2 separate regions of the Mus musculus genome follow, and region 1 is linked to region 2. The links are chromatin contacts, called in public HiChIP or PLAC-seq maps. All regions are on one chromosome and are shown on one strand. The core of a region is the stretch at or near the end of the contact, and the rest is flanking DNA. Distances in the headings are between cores, read along the strand shown. Region 1 has its middle 40 kb from the start of Fam102a. Region 2 overlaps Lamc3 (laminin gamma 3).

The links. HiChIP or PLAC-seq counts read pairs in DNA pulled down with a chosen protein or histone mark.
Region 1: an H3K27ac HiChIP or PLAC-seq map of double positive thymocytes shows a contact between it and region 2, with 2.6 times the contacts expected there. The contact joins two enhancer-like sites. A contact is called at or near these places in 2 of 115 datasets of contacts at active chromatin or transcription factors (double positive thymocytes and pancreatic cancer cells).

What each region holds. Positions count from the first base shown.
Region 1 is chr2:32,493,723-32,497,156 of GRCm38.p6, forward strand. No RefSeq gene overlaps it. Among named protein-coding and RNA genes, the nearest start is that of Fam102a, 40 kb to the right of the region's middle. Within about 2 kb of position 1,764, at least 108 of the 459 cell types and tissues checked have an H3K27ac peak or open chromatin away from gene starts, as enhancers often do. A contact at or near this core is called in double positive thymocytes, where this site is marked.
Region 2 is chr2:31,928,388-31,931,517 of GRCm38.p6, forward strand. Lamc3 (laminin gamma 3) reads left to right here. Exons shown (of 28, transcript NM_011836.4): 21 at 405-536; 22 at 2,247-2,394. Among named protein-coding and RNA genes, the nearest start is that of Aif1l, 20 kb to the right of the region's middle. Within about 2 kb of position 1,479, at least 20 of the 459 cell types and tissues checked have an H3K27ac peak or open chromatin away from gene starts, as enhancers often do. A contact at or near this core is called in double positive thymocytes, where this site is marked.

The sequences.
Region 1 (3,434 bases), core at 514-3,013, 570 kb after region 2:
GCTGGTGGCACACCTGACAGCTACCTTTGTGTGTTTTGTGTGTGTGTGTCTGTGTGTGTGTCTGTATGTGTGTCTATATCTGTGTCTATGTCTCTATGTCTCTCTCTCTCTCTCTCCTTGTGAGTGTGTGTGTCCGTCCCCCTGTGAAGAGTGTGGAAACAAGAAGACAACCTTGGGTGCAGTTCCTCAGGGTCTCTCACTGAGACCTGGGCTGGCATTTTAATTAGATTCTTTGGCCTAATTAACAGGTCCAGAGACCCCCAAGATCTCTCTTCTCTCTGCTTCCCCAGTGCTAGGATCACAAACCCCACCATGCTTGACTTTTTATGTGAATTCTGGAATCAAATTCAGGTCTTTTTGCTTGTGCGACAGGCACCTTACAGAATGAGTCACCTCCCCAGCCTGCCAGTGTCCTCTCTTGTTGGTACATAGGAAAGGGGCACCTTATTCTTGGAGCCATCTTACGCTCCTTGAAGAGTGGCATTCTTCTGATAGGAGAGAAATTTGAAAGGCACCGTGAAAGCAGGGATGGTGGACCATATCTGTAATCCAAAATTCAGGAATTCAAGAGCAGCCACCTCCATTATATACCTATTTCCATGTCAACCTGGGCTACGTGAGACCCTGTCAAAAACAAATAAAACAAACAAACAAACAAACAACAAGAACTGGAGTATAAATGGAGTTCTTTTGTTGATATTTAGCTTTTTTTCTTTTTAAGACAGGGTTTCTCTGTGTAACATCCCAGCTGTCCTGGAACTCACTTTGTAGCCCAGGCTGGCTTCCAACTCTCAGAGGTTCTTGGGCCTCTACCTCCCGAGTGCTGGGATTAAAGGTGCCATTCGGTTTCTAAGCAGTCCTTCCTTATCATGAGTTTAGCTCTTGGTTTGGGGAAATGGGCTCAGAGATGTTAACTTCCTGAATCTCACCCAGCCAGCAAGTGATAGACAGTCCTCAGACCCCAGGGGTGGTCTGACTCCTGAGCAGCAGGCTGCTGCTTTGACTGGCTTGAAAGAAGCCATATCCCATCCCTTGGCCTTAAGGCTCAGTGGGCTCCAGTGGGCTCCAGTAATCTTCTGTGGATGTCACACAGAGAGCTTGGGCTGTGACTCCCACATCCAAGTGGCTAATAGCCACAGGGCCAGGACAATCCCTGGAAGGTGACCCTGGGGTGGAGACAGGGCAGAGCCCTTGCTTCTCCATGCATGCAAGCAACCTGGCAGGGACTCAGCCAACCTGTGTCACAAGGTTCTTCTGCGCTAAAAGTTGGGTCACCAGCATGGGGGGACATGCTGGGGATACGAGGGCCTGAGGGAAACTGTGAACATATCAGGATCTCTCTTTTTGGACTGCCGGGGGAGGGGTGGATAGATATTAAACGCTACAGGAGCAGGATGAAGATGGCGGGGCTCCTGCACAGAGACGAGCTATGAGCTCCTCCAATGTGCAAAGGCTCTTGCCACCGTTCTCGCCAGTCCTAATGACCTTTATTCAGAGTCCAGAGCTGTCAATCCATACTTCTCCAGTCACAGAGCTAGGAGCCCGGCTAAACTACCCAGTAAGTCCCACTGCCTCTCCCATGGTGTCTACGTGTTAAATGGCATTTATCAATTTGGGGCAACAGGCCCTCAAAATAAACCCACATCCTGTTTGTAGTGCTGCCTCAGAGATGAATTTGTGATAACGGGACACCGGGGAACTGATCTCTTCTGTGACGCCCCACCCCCTCTTTCCTTCCTCTCTCCTCCTTCCCTGTCACAAAACCCCAGCAAGCTCCAGCCTGCCTACAGCCCCAGCCCCACGATGTCCTGTGACGTCTGTGGGGCTCTGCACCTCCTGCCTCGATGCCTTGGTTTCCTCCGCTGAGCAGCTGGAGAAGAATGAAACGTGCGCGCGCACGTGCGTGCGCATGCTCACCCACTTCATATACCTAAGGCAGACCAGTTGTGAGGTATCCCTGCAGTCGGCAGACTCTCCATGCTCGGCTTTGTGGGTCTCTGTCTCATTAAGGAAGCTGGTGTAGACAGTTCATACCTTATCTATCATGGCGGCTCAAGCTTTAAACCCCAGAACTCAGGAAACAAAGGGAGGTGAACCCCTGTGATTTCCGGGCCAGCCAGGATTACATAGTGAGACCCTGTTTCAAACAACAACAAACTAGCCGTCCACATTATCCCCCAGGATGCTCAGAATACCAAAGGTGGTGGTGGTGGTGGTGGTGGTGGTGGTGGTGGTGGTGGTGGTGGTGGTGGTGGCGACTCTGGGAGGCGGCTCCTGAGGTTGCCACCCTCTGCCCGCCAAGTGGGCACAATGGTCCTGTGGGCGTTACTGAAAAGGTGAGAGGGCGGTGGGCTAGTGTGTCTGCTCTGCCAGGGGCAGTTTGTCCAACAGAACACCTACTATCTATAGGTGTGCAAGGAGAGAAACGGGAATAGTCACATGGCTGGCTTAGGGATGCTTTTCCAGGTGTGTCAGCCATTAGCCAAGGGAGCCTGATTGAGCCTGATTCTAGTATCCCAGATGACCCAAGACTTCCAGCCCCGTGGCTTAGCAAGTCTGTGCAGTGCAACCGAGCTGGGTGGAGCCTGTGGGGACAGGCAGGTCACTTCTGGTCAGGCTCCCTTAGAGCCCGTGCTGGGGGAAGCAAAAGTCATGTCACAATGACAGAGATAGCAAGTAAGAGCCCAAGGTTCCACCGTGTCCCCCAGTGGTTCCCACCCCTTCAGAAGACTCAGAGCAGCCACTGCAGCATGAAACACCCAGGTCAGACCACAGACCACGCTCAAAGCTCTCCCACATCTCCCCCTCCCCCACTCCCAAGAAACAGAAACAACAAATACCTGTAGCTCTAAGCAGCTAAGTTTTCTTTCTCATTTTATGTGTGTGTGCTGGTGTGCATGTGTTAATAGGCACACTGCATGTATGTAGGCACACATATAGCCATGCATGTGGAGGCTTGAGGTTGATCTCCCATGCCATTCACTAAGACAGGGTCACTCCATCAAACCCAGAGCTGGCTCTAGGCTGTCTTCACTAGCCAGCTTGCTTTGGAGAACCCCTGTCTCTGCCTTCCAAGGCTGAAGTCACTGGTGTGCTGCTACGCTCACTCAGCATTTAACGTGGGCTCTGGGGATTTGAACTCTGGTCTTCAGGCTTGCACAGCAAGCGCTTTAAACAATAACCCAGCTCCTCGGCCCCTCAGCGGCTAAGCTTTGAGATGTGTTGTGCAGCAGTAAAATAGAATCAATCTCTCAGGGGGCCAAAGCAGGAGGATAGTTTCAGCCCTGGAGTTCAGGGTCAACTTGGGCTATGTAGCAAGACCTATGTGTGTGTGTGTGTGTGTGTGTGTGTGTGTGTGTGTGTACAGTACAAATCTAAGAGAGAACCGGGTTTGGTGGTGCACACCTTTAGTCTCACTGTTTGGGAAGCAGAGG
Region 2 (3,130 bases), core at 229-2,728:
TGAGCTGGCCCGTGTGGGTGCTGAGAACTGAATTCTGGGCCTGTGCAAAAGCAAAAGACGCTTTCCACCCCTCTAGCTCACAGTTTTCCTCTTTAGCTCTGGCGATCAAACTCACTTTAGAGATGTGGAGACAGATCCAGAGAAGTCAGCTGATTCCCTCACGGAGGACACATGATAAGAGGCAGGATTGCCCACTCCCCGCTGTGTTGTCTGTATGAGAGGCCTTTGCCCATCCTCCTACCCGCACCACAGGTGTAACTGATGTGTGACAGGAGTCAAAACCCAGAGTGTCCCTGCTGTTGCTGCAGCGGCAAGTGGCTGGAGACCCTCGAAGCAGGCAGGGGTGTGGTCTGGGCACCAGCACTTGTGTGTGCTCACAGTGACAGTCATGCCAATTCATACAGCCACAGGGACACGGCCACCAAGATCGAAGCTACCTCGGAAAGGGCCCTGCTCGCCTCCAACGCCAGCTATGAGCTCCTGAAGCTGATGGAAGGCAGAGTGGCCTCGGAAGCCCAGCAGGAACTGGAGGACAGGTGAGGTCTCCATGGTGTGCAGAGAAGCTTGGGCTGAGCGTCCAGGAGCCTGTAAGAACCAGCTAGAGGCTACTGCTTCCAGAACCAGCTCCCCGTCGGTCCTTCCTATCATTCAAGTCTCCGCTGTCAATGGCATGTAATATACAGTATTAATTACCCTCCTAGTTGCTGTAACAAAGTACCTGATCTGAAACAACTAAGGGAGGAAAGGTTTCTTCTGCTTCCAGTCCAGGGAGGTCTTCCATCATTCTGAGAGAGCTTGGGCTTAGAATCACAGCGTGTGCCCCAACAAGCCAGGTTCAGCTATTTATCCTTGGATGAGAAGGCCGAATTAATAGTGAAAAACATAAGAAGGAGACTTATCAACATGGCCACACTGGAAGGAGGGACAAAGATACGCAGTGGGGAACTCCTTGCTGTTCCTGTCGGTTTGTCTTTAGGCAGCTGGGAGGCTAATGTTTAAGCAGTCCTGGGCAAGGTGTGGCCTGCCCATCGGAGACTCATCATGATTCTGGTTGCTGTCATTTTCTTGTGATCTTCTGGGGGAAATGCTCTGCCTCTGGCTGGTTCAGGAGATAGGCTTTCTCCTGAGGGAATTCTTTGTTTGTTGGTTTGTTTTTGGTATTTGGTATTTGAGGCCTGGTTTCTGTATGTAGCCCTGGCTGTCCTGGAACTCACTCTGTAGACCAGGCTGGTCTCAAACTCAGAGATCCTCCTGCCTCTGCCTTCCAAGTGCTGGGATTAAAGGTGTGTGCCACCACTGCCCGGCTCCTGAAGAAATTCTAATTCCTGGAATCCAAGGTTTCTGTAACTTGATAACATATCTTCATCTCTGCTGGGCCGGTTATCCATGGCTTCATGCAGGGAAGGCATGGGGCAAGAGCAGGATGTGGGCTGGCAATGTTGTACCTACAATCCAGAAGCAGAGAGTGAGCAGGAAGTCCTCCTCATAAAGTTACCCACTTCCTCTGGCAAGTCTCCACCTCCTCAAAGCTAACTCCTCAATGACACTACATGGGAACCACCAAGTGTTTGCATACATGCTCCCATGGGGGCCATTTTATATCCAAACAGCAACATATGCCAAAGGTCGGCAGCAAGAGCATGGTCAACCAAGATCACAGCCTATGCCACTGGTCTTCTATTCCCCCCCCCCCCACACACACACAGGTAGCTCTCTCTGCAGCTTGCCAAGAGGATCTAAGGGTCTGCAGAATGTGTGATTCTCAGGTGCACCCTAGCCTGGGCAGAGAAGCATGGGAATAAGGGAATGATGGGTCTGCTCATCTGAAAGCTTCAGAGACTGGAGAGAGGGCTCGGCTGTCAGGAACACTTAATGCTCTTGGAGAGAACTCTTGGGCTCACAACTGCCCCCAACTCTAGCTCCAGGGCATCGGATGCTTCTTGTCTCTGCCCCCAACTCTAGCTCCAGGGCATCGGATGCTTCTTGTCTCCCTGGACACCTACACTACACTCACAGGCACACACACACACACACACACACACACACACACACACGGCCGGAAAGCTGCAGAGTCACAGCCACTTTCCCAGGCCAGCTGCTGGGTCCTGACCTGCACGGGGCGAGTCCGACCTTTGCAGATCAACAGCTCCAGCCAACAGCTTTGAGAGAGATGGACGGGGGTGGGGGTGGGGGGGGGCATGTCCTGCACCCTGTTCTGTGCCTCATCCTGACCTCTTTCCTCCCAGGTACCAGGAGGTGCAGGCAGCTCAGACTGCCCTGGGCATAGCTGTGGCAGAGGCGCTGCCCAAAGCTGAAAAGGCACTGGCCACGGTGAAGCAAGTCATTGGTGACGCAGCCCCACATCTAGGCTTGCTGGTCACCCCTGAAGCAATGGTCAGTTCAACATCCCTGGATCTCCTCGTTGGGTGGCAGTAAAGGTTCTAAATAATGGAGCAGCCAGAGGGCCAGATGGAGGCGGGAAGGGCTTCTCGTTAACTGGGAAGTGGCCTGTTGAAACAGGAGGGGTTCTGCCAGTCTTCCATCCCAAGGCTATAACTATGACATGAACAAGGACATCAGAGGGATGGGAGTGATGTGTGCCCCAATTCCCACTCCAGCAGTGACCTTGACCAAGGATGTCCCTCCCTGAGTTCTAGCCACTAGTAACCCTCTATCCCTTGGACTCACCCTCCTGTGGCTTAATTTTAGAGGTGGGAGCTGGAAGGGATCTAGGCAGCCGAGCATTGAACACTCCTCATCCTGCCTAGCTTGTCTGTTGGGGAATCCTGAGCTCTCCAGCCTCAGAAACCCGGCTTTAGTAGAGCACTAAGCCAGCTGTTGGTGCAGCACCTGGGGAGAGTGTGTGCACAGCATGCACAAGGCCCTGGGCTCCACCCTCAACACCAAGGAAGTAAAAGCCAGAAAGAAAGCTATCCAAGTGCGGTTGAGACAGAGGCTGCCTGCGGCTACCGTCTCATGGCTTCCCTTGCTTTCTTTACATGCAATAACCTGGATGACCCAGATACCACTGAGAGCTCGGGATCATACACAGCTACACAGTTCTGCCTTTCTAACATCAGGAACGCTGTATTCTGGAGCACATAGGTTAAGGTTCAGATGGAGGAAGGGT